Linked DNA regions of Rattus norvegicus: region 2 is linked to region 1. A link is a contact called in public Hi-C data. All regions are on one chromosome and are shown on one strand. Each heading gives the region's core, a stretch centred on a gene start, on an enhancer-like site or on the middle of the called end of the contact. The rest is flanking DNA. Distances are from core to core; before and after follow the strand shown. Region 1 has its middle 14 kb from the start of Otud3. Region 2 holds the start of Htr6 (5-hydroxytryptamine receptor 6).

Region 1 (7,440 bases), core at 3,455-5,954:
TTCGGTCCCCAGCTCCGAAAAAAAGAACCAAAAAAAAAAAAAAAAAGAGGCTCACAACCACCTGTAACTCCAGGTCCAGGGCATCCAACACCCTCTTCCGCCTGCCAGACACTTGCACACACGTGCATGTGCTCACACATGCACACACTTGTACATACAAAGCTAAATATTGAAAGAACTCTTTTAAAAATTCACAAACTCAGGCTGGAGAGACAGCACAGTGGCTGAGGGCCCTGGCTGCTCTTCCAAAGGACCTGGGTTTAGGTCCCACATGGTGGCTCACAGCCATCTGTAACTCCAGTTCTGGGTGTTCTAAACCCTCTTAGGGCCAGACATACACTGGTATGCACTGACATGCATGCGGATAACATATCCACGTGCATAAAATAATAAATAATTAAAAAAAACACACAGGGAAGTGACACACACACCTCTAATCCCAGCACTCATGAGGCAGAAGCAGGTGGATCTCTGTGAATTTAATGCTGGCATGGTTTACAGAGTGAGTTCCAGGATAACCAGGGCTACACAGATGAACCCTGTCTCAAAAAAAAAAAAAAAAGAAAAAAAAGAAAAAAGAAAGAAAAAGAAAAAGAAAAAGGAAAAGAAAGAAAGAAACAAAGAAAAAGAAAAGGAAATCACAAACTCACTAAATATACAGATCTGCTAGGGTTTCCCAACTTTTCTTTTTTTTTTTTTTTTGGTTCTTTTTTTCGGAGCTGGGGACCGAACCCAGGGCCTTGCGCTTCCTAGGCAAGCGCTCTACCACTGAGCTAAATCCTCAGCCCCCAACTTTTCTAGTGGAAAATACACCGTACTTGAAAGGGGCCTGAACATGCCACTCAACTCAATAGCTGGCTGCAAAGCCATCTCTGCGGTGCTTAGGACCTCAGGAAAGGTGGGAATTTTTAAGTAAATTATGTCCTATCTGCTGAAAAGGAACCATTCAAGTCAAGCATGGCAGTTCATGCAAGGGATTTCAGTGCTGGAGAACAGAAAGAGGAGGTGCCATGAGTCTACAGCCAACCTGGGTGACATCACGAGTTCTCGGTCAGCCAGAGCTACACACAAGACCCTGTCTCGAAGGAAAGGGAAGGACAGAGACAGAGAAAGATGGACAGAGACAGACAGACAGACAGACAGACAGACACACACACACACACACACACACACACACACACGGGGGGGGGCGCTGGGGAAGGACATTAAGGGAGTCTCCTTGAAGATAGCAGCTAGATTAGAATGGAATGACCTGTGCAGTGTGTTCTTGAATGAAAAGAAGAGGAAGAGGAGGAGGAGGCAGAGGGGAAGAAGGAGGAGGAAGAGGAGGAGGAGGAGGGGGAGGAGGAGGGGGAGGAGGAAGAGGAGGAGGAGGAGGAGGAGGAGAAGGAGAAGGAGAAGGAGAAGGAGAAGGAGAAGGAGAAGGAGAAGGAGAAGGAGAAGAAGACCACCTTCGCAAAGGACAAAGGAAAAAGGCAGAGACAGAGAGACAGAGAGACAGATTCCCACCCTTGGTCTGCTGGTTGCGTTTGAATGGGTGAGCAGCCCCTGACCCTCTGCTCTCAGCTCCTCCCAAGTTTCACTTGGTACCAAAGCGCTCAGACCCTTTGGGGAAAATGTCAAACCCCTTATCCTCCAGCCGCTAGTCCATCATACCCCACTTTGATTCACGCGGATGTGTCACCGTGAGGATCTCTAAGCAAACCCATTCATTCCAAGACTCCTCATAGCTGCCAATCATTGACTGGAGTTACAGACAGCGGTGAGCGGCTGACAGGGGTGCTGGAAACGGAATTCTACTGGTCTGAAAGAGCAGGAAGTGCTCTTAACTACTGAGACATTGCTCCAGCCCCTGCACTGAGATATTCGTGGGGAGGAGGGGTGGAGGCCACATTCATACAACTTTTATTATAACATGTTGTCATTGTTCTATTTCTCAATTACTATGATTAGTAATAATAATGCAATGTATTTAATAATGTGTAAATAATAATCTATGCATTAAACTTTATTGTAAGTATAGGAAACCACACTCACACACACACACACAAACACATACTCACACACACACTCACACACACTCACATACATACAATAACACACTCACACACACTCACAAACACACTCACACACTCACACACACTCACACACATACAATCACACACACTCACAAACACACTCACACACTCACACACATACACACTCACACACACTCACACACATACAATCACACACTCACACACAACACACTTGCACTCATACACACTCACACACTCACACACATACAATCACACACTCACACACATACACACTCACACACACTCATACACATACAATCACACACTCACACTCACACAATACACACTCACACACACTCATACACATACAATCACACACTCACATTCACACTCATACACACTCACACACTCACACACATACAATCACACACTCACACACTCACACTCACACACACTCGCACACGCACACGCGCACACACACACACACACATATCTGGTGCCGTCTGCACTTACAGTTTGGAACATCTATCAAGGGCTTTGGAACCCACTCCCTGGAGGGTAAGCTGGGTGTGCCGTGGTACAGCATGGCTGTATGATATGATAGGTAATCTGATCCTTACGTTGTCTCCCACGTAACTAAAGAGAGCATAGGAGATGGTTCTCCTCTCTACTTGGGGTGAGAAAAGTGGTGTCCCAGCAATACCTACAGCTTCCGTCTTCTAGCAAGCTTTTCTTGGCCATCTTCCTGAGCGATACAAATGTACCCCTTCCCCCCCACCCCCGCAACTCTTCTGGTGGAGAAAAAGAAAGAGAAAGAACAACAGATTTTGTGCATGGACTGGGGCCGGGTGGAGATAGGATCAGGAGGGATTGTGAGTACAGAGAGGGAAGACTGGAATAGGTGGGCACTTAAGGCACAATGTGGAACCCTAGTGGAGTGGAAACATCCTGGGACTGCCTAAGAGGGTGACCCTGTCAAGGACTCCTAGTAATAGAGGCTACGGGACCTGAACTGACTTCTGTAACCAGGCCAGGCTTGCAGGGGTGGGACTGAGACACCAGCCCAGCCACAAAACCTACAACCTACAACCTGTCCTACCTGAAAGATGTGCTGAGGGGAATGGTGGCTCAGAGATTGCAGGAGTGGCCAGCCAATGGCTGATCTAATCGTGAGGGGGTCGGGGCACTGGGATCCGGAAGCTGGATGGGTCGGAGACCTAGGGAGGAACCAAACATGACTGACCAAAACCAAACCAAAACAAAACAAACAAAGCCAAAAAGAACCTCAAAGAAATGATTCCTAATGATTCCCTGCTCTATTCGCAGATCGGTGCCGAACTCGATAGTCAGAGAGCCTTCCTACTGTAACTGATGGGAGCAGACAGATGCAGAGACTGACCACTAAACATTAGGAGATTCTCGGAGAACCCAACAGAAGAGGCGCAGGAAGGATTGTCGAGGACACCAGGAGAACACGGCCCACAGAATCAGCTAAGTAGCGCTCACAGGGACCCACAGACATGGAGGCGCCATCATGGAGCCCGCATGGATCTGCACTAGACCCTGCACACATGCTGTAGCTGTTTGGCTTGGGGTTTTTTGTTGGACCCCTAACAGTGGGAGTGGGGTGTCTGTGACTCTTTTGCCTGCTCACGGGACTCTTTTCCTCCTAATGGGTTGCCTGGTCCAGCCTTTTTTGTTTTTTTTTTTCTTTCTTTTTTTTTTTTCCGGAGCTGGGGACCGAACCCAGGGCCTTGCACTTGCTAGGCAAGTGCTCTACCACTGAGCTAAATCCCCAACCCCCCCCCCCCCCCCCCCCCGTCCAGCCTTAATAGGAGGATTTGGACCTAGTCTTTTTGCATCTTGTTATGCTGTGTCGGGTTGACAGGACTGAGAGGTCTGCTCTTTTCTGAAGGTGCAGAGGAGCACCTGGGTCTGGGGAAGGGGAGGGGAGACTTGGAGCAGGGGAGAGGAAACTGTAGTCGGGATGTACTGCTAAGAGTAAAGAAAAGGAAAAGACAGAGAGATAAAGAAGCCATTGTAAGGCACAAGAAAGAAAACCCAAGACAAGGGTGTTGTGGGAACCAAGAGACGGGCCTCCTCACTCAGGCCTGGGAGGAGGAAGAGGAGGGACATTTATTATTAGTTTTGAATGGCGGATAACATTTGACTAGAACGGGCACTGTGGAAGGATATCCCAAAAATATGGAGTCATCAGAGAGGTTTCATCACTAAATATCCAAATATGAATTTCTTTCTATTCATGATGTCTGGGAACGGGTGGGGGTTAGATGCATGTTTATTAACATGTGTGTTCAGACACACATACACACACAAAGCACACACACACCACAACACAGTAAAGTGTTAAACAAAAGCCAAGGACATGAGAATCATCTGTCCCACCACATGGATTCAGACGTAACCATCCATCCGGGGACTCTTGCTTTTCTAGCACCAACCTCCATACTTTTACCCCACGTGTGCGTTGAGTCTCATGACAGCAAAGCCTTCGGTTCCAGGAATAGGGAGGGATTTCTCTGGAGCTCGATGTCCAGTTCGGCAAACTTCGCCATCCTTGCCTCTGCCGTATGGTTATCTTCATGAGATCAGAACGCCTACAGACCGAGCAGCCTTCTTGCCAGCCCCATAAATGAGAAGTCAAGGGCGGGTCAGTATCAGAGAAAGACTTTATTGTTACCCACTTTGCCAGTTCGCAGCCCGAGCAGGTGAATCATCTCCAGAGATCAGAATCCAACACCCGCCCCCAACTCTGGAAGCCGCCTGCAGCAGGGGGATTTTCCAGAGGACGCCACTTCTAAGCAAAATGCAAAGAAGACCAGGGATCCCGGGAGAGTTGGGGGGGGGGGGATGAGAAACGCTCATCATAAGTTTGTTGGGCATGGATAACTCAAGGTGACACGGGTGCCTCTGTGACCCACTTCAAGCACTTTCTTGTAACCCCTCCGGATTCTCTAAGGATTATTCCTAACTCACTCCCAGATTAGGAACCAAGGCTTGGAGGTATCTGTCTGGTCAGGAAACAGCAGTTTGTTTGTTTGTTTGTTTGTTTGTTTGTTTGTTTGTTTTAAAGAGCTACTTGTTTATTTTGATTGCTCCATCTGCACGTACAGCAGTGTGCCAGAAGAGGGCATCGGATTCCATTACCGATGGTTGTGAGCGACCACGTGGTTGCTGGGACTTGAACTCAGGACCTCTGGAAGAACAGCCAGTGCTCTTAACCCCTGAGCCATCTCTCCAGCCCTCAGCAGACACTTTGAAGTCCAAGATACTCCATTGTCTTCCTTGCCCAACATGAGATGTACCTCTAAAATCCTCAAGATGGCTCCGTGGGTAAAGGTGTCTGGTGCTAAACTCATGACTCAAGTTTGATTCCCGGGATCCATAGGGAGGAAGGAGAAAACTGATTTCTGAAAGTTGTTCTCTGAATCCCTCACAAGGACCGTGGTAGGGCGTGTACACACACGTACACACACACACACACACACACACACACACACACACACACAAACCTTGTATAAAAACATATGTATGGCTTCAAAATGTACTTGGTTGTTTTTGTTTTTGTTTTTGTTTTTGAGACAGGGTCTCTCTGTGCAGCCTTGGCTGTCCTGGAAATTACTCTGCAGACTAGGCTGGCATTAAACTCACTGCCTCTGCCTCCTGAGCACTGGGAATAGAGGCGCCACCTGGCCAAAATGCACTTCTAAACGTTCTGAGGACTTCCACGAAAAGTGCCACTCTTGTCTCTGACACACACCCACACATACAAGATCTCCCCAGATTTGGGGGGGACCCTTACCTATACATGAGCGCAAACACATCTACACACACAATGTACCCCACACGTGAACATGTAAACATAAAGAATAGAAAAGCAGTCACAGCCATGAAGCTGAACCCCCAGATCAAAGGACGCTAGGGAGAGCAGGGGATCTCTCCGAAAACAGCAGCGTAGTTGCAGACTGACTGACGTGCAGGTTGACATGACAACCTGGACACACTTGGGAACACCCATCCCGCCATCCAGACAGCCAAGAGCTAGGCTCGTGTCCACGGGTCACTTTACTGTTCTTCTCTTTCCAACGGTGCGGGAAGTTCAGTTGCTGTCGAGGGGCAGCTCCGGGGAGGGCCATCCCCATCTCACCTCGGGATGAAGCACAGAGACACTCAGCACAGAGGCCCACCCTTTGAGATGGTCTCCATGGCACATGAAGTCAGCCTCAGTGGCCTGGCTGCTGGAACAACCTTGCCCCAGTAGACCTTGTTTTCTGACAGGGCACTCTGACTGCAAACACGGTTAGAGCTGTCTCTTTCCACATCCAAAGAAGCAAAACCCTCTCCTGAGGTAAAACCCTCTCCTGAGGTAAAACCTTCTCCTGAAGTAAAACCCTCTCCTGAGGTAAAACCTTCTCCTGAGGTAAAACCCTCTCCTGAAGTAAAACCCTCTCCTGAGGTAAAACCTTCTCCTGAGGTAAAACCTTCTCCTGAAGTAAAACCCTCTCCTGAGGTAAAACCTTCTCCTGAGGTAAAACCCTCTCCTAAGGTAAAACCCTCTCCTGAAGTAAAACCCTCTCCTGAGGTAAAACCTTCTCCTGAGGTAAAACCCTCCTCTCCTGAGGTAAAACCCTCTCCTGAGGTAAAGGCTTCTAGGAAGGAAGCTCAATAGCTACAGTTTTTTTCTTTCATATGTACATATCAGAGAGAGAGAGAGAGAGAGAGAGAGAGGGAGGGAGGGAGGGAGGGAGGGAGAGGGAGAGAGGGAGGGAGGGGAGAGAGAGAGAGAGAGAGAGAGAGAGAGAGAGAGAGAGAGAGAGAGAGAGAGAAGAGATATTTTGGGAGAAGTTTAGGGGACATTCCCCACTGTTTGCTTGCTAACACCTTAACCCATAAGAGGCCTCCAAAATACAGTACCCAATTCTATCTGTTGAACACTTAAATCTGAAGAGGCAAATACGGAATCACCCAAACTTAGGAAGGGTTAGGAGGAGTGGTCTAGGGTGCTATCGGAAAGCAGGCTGAACAAGCAAGCCACGGAGAACAAGCCATGAATACTTTTCCTCCATGCCTTCTCCAGTTCCTGCTCCCAGGTTCCAGTTTGAATTTCTGTCATGACTTTCCTCAGTGCTGGGCACAGAAGTGAAAGTTGCATTTCTTTCTTCCATATTCCTCTCCCTCACTGTATTGCTCAGTGTTTTATTACTGTTGTGTGTATGGCCCTGTGAATGACTGCAGTTTACTTAAGCACAGAGCCTTATTTAAATCTTCAATGATAATTGGCATTATTGATTATCATGTGCCCAGCACGGTACGATCAATTTCATGGTATTGACTTGGCCATTGACTTGCTCTCCTGTTCTGTACTTTTTTTTACTCATGTGTCATATGTGTATACAGTGGC
Region 2 (7,440 bases), core at 2,464-4,963, 130 kb after region 1:
ACCCTGGGAAGCCTGTGCCACAGTCGATCAACATCTTCAAGAACTCAGGAGCTTCCATTTGGACTTAATATTGCCTCTCTCTCTCTCTGCCTCTCTCTCTCTCTCTCTTTCTGTGTGTGTGTGTGTGTGTGTGTGTGTACAAGCCATCTCACACCTCACACAGAAGGGATCTGAGGTGTCCCAGGAGCAGCCGTGCAGCGCCATGCACACAGGCAGAGGTCAGAGGACATGAATGGAAGTGAGTTTTTTTTCCTTCTACCATGTAGTTCCCAGGGATAAAATTTGGGTCTCCAGGCTAGGTGGCAAGTGCCTATACCCACCTTTATCTTTTAAAAAAAAATAGGTGTGTATACATGTGCATGTATGTGTGCATGAGTGTGTGCATGAGTGTGTGCATGAGTGTGTGCATGAGTGTGTGCATGTATGTGTGCATGAGTGTGTGCATGAGTGTGTGCATGAGTGTGTGCATGAGTGTTTGCATGAGTGTTTGCATGAGTGTGTGCATGAGTGTGTGCATGAGTGTGTGCATGAGTGTGTGCATGAGTGTTCTTGCATGCTCACCCTCACGTGCACAGAATCCAGGAGACAAACCCCAATGCCTTGGAGTCACGAGTGTTTATGGGGATGCCCGGTTCCACGTGAGTGCCAGGATCCAGACTCCAGTCTTCGTGACTTTGCAGCAAGCTCTCTTAACCACTGAGGCATCTGACATCTTTGCAGGGTAAGAAACAATCCCTTACTATGTGGAGACATCAGATATTATCTGTTTACATCTCAAACACTGACGTGTAGCTCACTCAATTTTGGGGTTCCTGAGGAGAAGCCACCAGCCTCAGATACCAGGAAATTCACATAGGTGAGAAACAGGTGTGGTCACCTCTTTAGCCTCAGGCCAACAAATGGAAAAGTCAGTGAAATTGTGACAAGGCAGGAGCAAATCACCAAGCTGGAATGAAGTAAGTCTTTACAGAAAAAGGAAAACACCAGTGGCGGAAGCAGTGGCACATACCTTTAGTCCCAGCACTTAGGGGGCAGAGGCAGGCAGATCTCTGAGTTCGAGGCCAGCCTGGTCTACAGGGCAAGTTTCAGGACAGCCAGAACTACGCAGCGAAACCCTGTCTTGAAAAACCAAAAGAGGGCTGGAGAGATGGCTCCATGGTTAAGAGCACCGTCTGCTCTTCCAGAGGTCCTGAGTTCAATTCCCAGCAACCACATGGTGGCTCACAACCATCTGTACTGGGATCTGATGCCCTCTTCTGTCATGTCTGAAGACAGCTACAGTGTACTAATAAATAATTAAAAGGAAAACCAAAAGAAAATACCAAAGTTCTAAGGAAAGAGTGTGGAAGGCCTACATCTATCCTGACTGTATCAAGACCACAGACAGCTTGGGAACAGAGGCAGGACGCCTGTCCACTCATGATGCCACTGTCCTAAATGAGCGGACTTGGGAAGATCAGGTCTTGGGGCTGCTATCTTTTTACCTCACCCAAGTTTCTTGCCACTCAGTGACCCCAAGACTACCAACCTCACCCCACGGCTACCAACCTCCAAGAACCTCCTTCACCTGAGACTACAAGATGTCCTTGCAGAGAGCAGCTGCGACCTTTACCAGGAGCTCAAGTCTAGGGAGCCTCCATCTTGCTGGCCAGGGTAGACCTCAGCCAGGACCCCAGTGCTACCTGTTTGGCAAGAGCAGCCATGCTTGCTTGAGCTAAGGGGGCTGCCCCCACTCACAAGTAACTATTGAACTATGTGTACTAGAGGCCAAATCTGACCTAGCCTCACACAGCCCCGAGCCAGGGAGCCAGTATGGCTGAATCAACACGATGGCAACGGCGTCAGGAAGGCAGTGAACATTCAGACCCAGAGGTCAGGGTCAGCCTAGGAAGAAGTTTGCTGAAGTTAGCAAGAGCAGCTTCAGGGAGAGGCGTTGAGGCAGAGGGAACAGCAAACACAGAGAGCTGAAGCCAGGCATGGCGGTGCACACCTATAGTGTCAACACTATAGGCAGAGGCAGGAAGATCATCGGTTCGAGATCACCCTCAGCTACATAGTGAATTTGGAACCAGCCGAAGCTCTGAGAGGCCCCCTCTCAAAGTAAGGCCAGAAATCTTGGCACAGAGTTATGCTTGGCAACTTTGAGGACTGTCCTCTGGGCCCTGAGGCTGGTAGACAGAGAAGAAAAGAGGGAGAAAGGAGAAAGGGAGGGTTAGAGTTCGGCCCAGAAGCATCCTCAGGCCATATTCTGAGGTGGGTTTTTGCCTTGTGGAGAGCTAGGTTTGTAGCAGGAAAGCAACACAACCACCTTCTTTTCAGTGTCTCTGGCTCCAACTGGGAAACTGGACTGCAGTGGGAGAGAGAAGTCTATCAAAGGCTGCCTGGTGAAAGGTGACAGTGGCTAGGACAAGAGAGGATGCTTTCTAAGTTTCCCACATGTGATACAGGATGGTGCCTGTCATGGAGAAGCATGCCAGCTTCCTCCTCCACATCCACGTTTAACAGCTCACCACAGTCCGCATATCTCGGCACAGTCAGTCCTTGAAATTCATTAGAAAGGCATAGCCGCAGCCTTGTAGGATTAGCAGCCAGCGCTTACTATGAGGCAGTCACCCACTGGTCTAATGGAGGTTTATTTCTCCCCATCCCAAAAACCAGGTCTCCCAAACCCACCCCGGGTACCTGCAAGGTTTCCAAGGCCTGGCCAGCCGTGCCCGTGGTGAGCGAGGCCACTTGCACCGCCTGCTTGCGGGCAGCCAGAAGGATCCTGCAGTAGGTGAAGCAGATGGCACCCGAAGGCAGGAAAAAGGTGACGCCGGACGCCACGAGGACAAAAGGCAGGCTGGCCAATAGGCGGCACTGGCCAGGGGCAGGTGTTCGAGCTTTGCCCAGTTCGTGCCAGCCCAGCAAGAGGGGTAGGAAGGAGGCAAGCGCCGCGAGGCTCCAGGCACCCAGGATGAGCGCCAGGGCTCGCGGGGCTGTCATGCGCAGCTTGTAGCGCAGCGGCGAGAGGATGAGCAGGTAGCGGTCCAGGCTGATGAGGCAGAGGTTGAGGATGGAGGCGCTGCAGCACATCACGTCGAAGGCAGTCCAAAGCAGACAGAGGCCTCGAGCTAACACCCAGCGCCCATACAGCGCGTTCAGCATGGCTGGGGGCATCACCACCAACCCCACCATCAAGTCCGACGTGAAGAGCGACACCAGAAAGAAGTTAGACGTGTTGCGCAGCGCGGGCTGCGTGCAAATGAGCACGATCAGCAGCGAATTGGCGGCTGCTGTCAGCACGATGACCACGCACAGCGCGGCAGCCACCCAGCCGCTGCCCCCCGGAGCAGGCGGTGGCCCGGGACCCCAGGCTGGGGTGCTACTGTTGACAGGGCCTGGCTCTGGAACCATGGGGACTGGGTTGAGGACCAAGACGGGATATGGTGACTGCAGGTACAGGGTGAAGGCAAAGGAGGAGAAAGGAAGCTGCACCTTAGAGTAGTATTGGCAAAACGGGGTTCTTAGGTCATCGAGCAGCGATTTCAAGAGATCGGGAGGAGTTGTAGGGGTGCCTCCTACGGCAGGGCCACCTGGAGTACTCGGGTAAGAAGTTTGGGGAGGGGTACTGATGTGACGAGTCAATGAAAGTTAGCTTGGGGCTGGATGAGAGCCCTGGGATGGAATAGGGCCACCGGGGATGCCATAAGATGGGGGTGGGGTTCCTGGCTAGGGGCACAGCTGGGGATGTGGGAGCAGGAGCCGAACTCCCGCCTTCCGGCCGGGGCAGTCTCTCCGAGAAGGGTGGGCGTGTGAGTACGTTAGATCACCAGCTGTCGCGCGTGGGGGTTGCAATGGGGTGGCCCAAGAGCAGAAGCGCAGCCCGGAGACGGAAAGCAGGTCTCCTCTCGCCTTGAGGCACCGCAGGATCCCCGGTACCGGAGGCCGCGGACCGGGCCGGGCCAGACCTGGCCGGGGAAAGAGGGCTGGCAGAAGAGCGCAGCGCGGCGCTCCGCCCTCCCAGCCGCGCCGGCTCGCCTGGCCGCCTCCCGCCCGCGCTCCCTACCTGGGCGCTCGCCGGTGATCCGCTGCCGGCGACTGCGGCAAGCGCCGCGGGGTTGGAGACTACAGGAGGCGGCTGGTGGCGCGGCGGACATAGGGCTCCCGAGCCCGGGAGACAGCGCGCAGGAGCCCGCGACGCTTCTGCCACGCGCGATCCCGGAGGCTCCGAGGGTGCGCCCCGCCCCGCGGTGGGCGGGCAGAGCCGAGCCCCTCTAGCAGGCGAGCCGGGTCATGGTACCCAAGGCCTGGAGAAGGATGCTCCGAGCGCTCCCGGGAGCCCGCAGTCCCCACACCTCCGCCTGCGGCTTCCCTGCCCACATGTGATGGCGCAGGCAGAACTCAAGGAAGGGGGACGTGACCTGTATGTACCTGGAGACTGCTCCCCAGTGGGGGGGTCGGGCCACTCACTGTGAGAGTCACCACGCTTTCAAGGGGAGTCAGCTGGAAAATACCGAGCAAGCCGTTAGAGAGCCTTCTGAGCCTCAGTTTCTGGATCTATACAATGGGTAAATAATTTCTGCCACTCTTCACCTTTGAGTTCCCCCCATCCGTTCTCCAACAACACTGAGTGATTTTGGTGAAGGTCCCCGTCCCTGACCTGTTGGCACTCCAAGTCTCAGTGTGAGATTTGGGAATCTCCAAGCCATTAGAAGGGAAGCCGCTGCAAACGGGGGCAGGGTATAGCGCCTCCTAGTGATGACCAAGTTTTCTTCACACCTAGTAGGTACCAGGTACTGCTCTGGACCATCTAGACTACATTAGATGATGCTTCCCATTGGTGAACTTCTATTCTAGCCAAGGAAACGGGCAAGAAACGCTCAACGGAAACGTAAAGTGGCCATTTTTATAGGAAAAGGAGGAGAAGGAGGAAGAGGACGAGGGAGAGAGAAAATGTACAGCAATATGAAGAGAACCTGGTGGATGTCTTTTCCGAAATGGAAATACCTCCCACTTAGAAGAGCCCACTGCGTTCATGGCCTTGGTTTGTCCTGGAATATCTCTACCCAGATTCCTACCCCCAACTCTAAAGCCAGGATATATATGCCAGAAATATAAATGCCAGAAAGAAGGCGTTAACTGTCCTGTCACGGTATCCACTCATGCCCAAAGGTGGGTGGAGTCAGCGGCAGCTCGCAAAAGACATCCCTATCCCTCACTCCACACTGGGTAACCCGAGGAACAGAAGGTCGTCCCTGGATGGAGACTCAGAGACCGGCTTGAGACCCCAGCTCCGCTGCTCAGTAAACTCTGCACATTCAGGGCCAGTGGCAGCTGACCCTTCGGTCTTCTTTCCTCTTCAGCCACCGTTAGCAGAATTCCATGTCTGACTCACTGAGTGTCAGGGGAGATTAGATGACACTGCGTGGTCTGACAGCTTAACGGTCCTGTGTCAGTGCTAGCTGTCGGCTTCACTGGTGTTTGGCCCTGAGGTGCCCCCATAGCCCAGAGATGCCTAACACCAGCAGCAGTCGATACATTTGGGGCCCGGTGATCTGGGTTCACAGTCACAATCTGCTACTTGACCTGTAAATGTGGCAAAGGTTTCTCTTTTTTTCTTCTTTTTTTCTCTCCTGCCTATGATTGCTTGCCTGCGTGTATGTCTTGTGCCTATGGAGGCCAGAAGAGAGCATCGGATCCCCTGGGACTGGAGTTAGAAATGGTTGTGAGCTGCCGTGTGGGTGCTGGGACTCAAACAGGTTCTCCGGAAAAGCAGCCACTGTTCCTAACCACTGAGCCATCTCTCCAATCCTGTGGCAAAGGGTTTGTTTTCTCTTGGAAGTGTGTGTGTGTGTGTGTGTGTGTGTGTGTGGTGTGGTGTGTGCCTGTGTGCATGTGTGTGGAAGAGGAGAGAACTTTCAAGCATTCTCTCCTATCGTATGGGGTTGAGGGATGGATCCCATAAGGTCCTGAGCTTTAACTGCAGGCATCTTTGAGCTCAGCGTCTCTTCTGCGTGGGCCTTATTTGCATGTGTTTGTTTCATTCACTCCCATGCTTGTTTTTCTTTCTTTCTTTCTTTTCTTTTCTTTTCTTTCTTTTTTTTTTTTTTTTTTTTTGAGACAGGATCTCATTATGTAGCCCAGGTTAGCCTCAGATTTTCCATTTTCCAGTTTGGTTTCCTGAGGACTGGGTTACAGGCATCACCACCATGCTGGGCTGTGGAAGACCTTTCAGTTCTCCATGCTGTGATATCAGATAGCAGAGATGCAAATGGGATGGCTGTTTGAGCCGTCTCTTCACATCTCACAAAACATGACCATTTTATATATCTGTCTGTCTATCTATCCATCACCTATCTATCTGTCTGTCTGTCTACCTACCTATCTATCTATCCATCCTCTGGCTGGCTGTCTACCTATCTGTCATCTATCATCTATCTATCATCTATCTACCTATCATCTATCTATCTACCTATCATCTATCTATCTATCCATCATCTATCTGTCTGTCTGTGTACCTATCTATCTATCATCTATCTACCTACCTATCTACCCATCAATCTATCTATCATCTATCTACCTATCATCTATTTACCTATCATCTATCTATCTATCTATCTACTTACTTACCTACTTTTATTTTTTTCGTTTGGGTGTTTTGCCTGTGGGAATATGTGTACACTGCATAATGTAGTGCCATGGAATGCCAGAAGAGGGCGTCAGATTCCCTGGAACAGGTTTGAGCCACCACGTGGTCCCTGGGAACTAAACCTGGGTCATCTGTAGGAACAGCCAGTGCTCCTAACCACTGAGTCCCCAAAACGTGATCATTTTAACACGTGCTCATTCTAGGTGACCAATTCTTCACACCTGTTTGCTATATGATAATCTGCGCTATGCTATAATTAAAAAGTTTATTTTCAGCCGGGTAAATGATGGCTCACAACTTTAATCCCAGCACTCAGGAGGCAGAGGCAGGCGGATCTCTGAGTTCAAGGCCAGCTTGATCTATAGTCAGGGCAAGAGAAACCCTCTCTTAAAAAAAGGAAAAAATGGGCTGGAGAGATGGCTCAGCCGTTAAAGGCTAGGCTCACAACCAAATATATAAAAAAAGGAAAAAGTTTATATCTAAGACTGGCCCTGGTCGTGCTGCCACCTTGTGGCCATACTGTTAATACCTGGAACTTCAGGAAGTTCTTCAGTTGTCCTTTTGTGTCCTAGAATGAATGGCTGGAGTGGAGGCCTTCCTAGCATCACAGGTGCAGAGGGACTTTTGAGAATTTTTAACCCTTTGCTAGCTACTCCCGGCCACAGTAAGTGGCTTCTCTATAGGAAGGAAGCAGGCAGTCATGCCACCTTGGGATATTAGACCAACTATCTCAGGAATTCTCACCCCTGCTCCACTCTCCATGCCTGGAGACACAGAGGACCAGTCCCACTACACAGAGGGACAAGCCA

The links. A called contact is a pair of places that touch in the nucleus more often than the background predicts.
Region 2: a Hi-C map of Schwann cells shows a contact between it and region 1, with 7 times the contacts expected there. The contact joins the promoter of Htr6 here to the enhancer-like site in region 1. A contact is called at or near these places in 11 of 12 Hi-C or Micro-C datasets (the A7r5 cell line, the Rat2 cell line, Schwann cells and 6 more) and 1 of 1 datasets of contacts at active chromatin or transcription factors (oligodendrocytes).

Annotation. Positions count from the first base shown.
Region 1 is chr5:156,455,912-156,463,351 of GRCr8, forward strand. No RefSeq gene overlaps it. Among named protein-coding and RNA genes, the nearest start is that of Otud3, 14 kb to the left of the region's middle. Within about 2 kb of position 4,705, at least 1 of the 93 cell types and tissues checked has an H3K27ac peak or open chromatin away from gene starts, as enhancers often do. A contact at or near this core is called in Schwann cells, where this site is marked.
Region 2 is chr5:156,591,434-156,598,873 of GRCr8, forward strand. It overlaps Htr6 (5-hydroxytryptamine receptor 6), which reads right to left and starts at 3,714. Exons shown (of 3, transcript NM_024365.2): 1 at 2,683-3,714. The coding sequence starts at 3,396.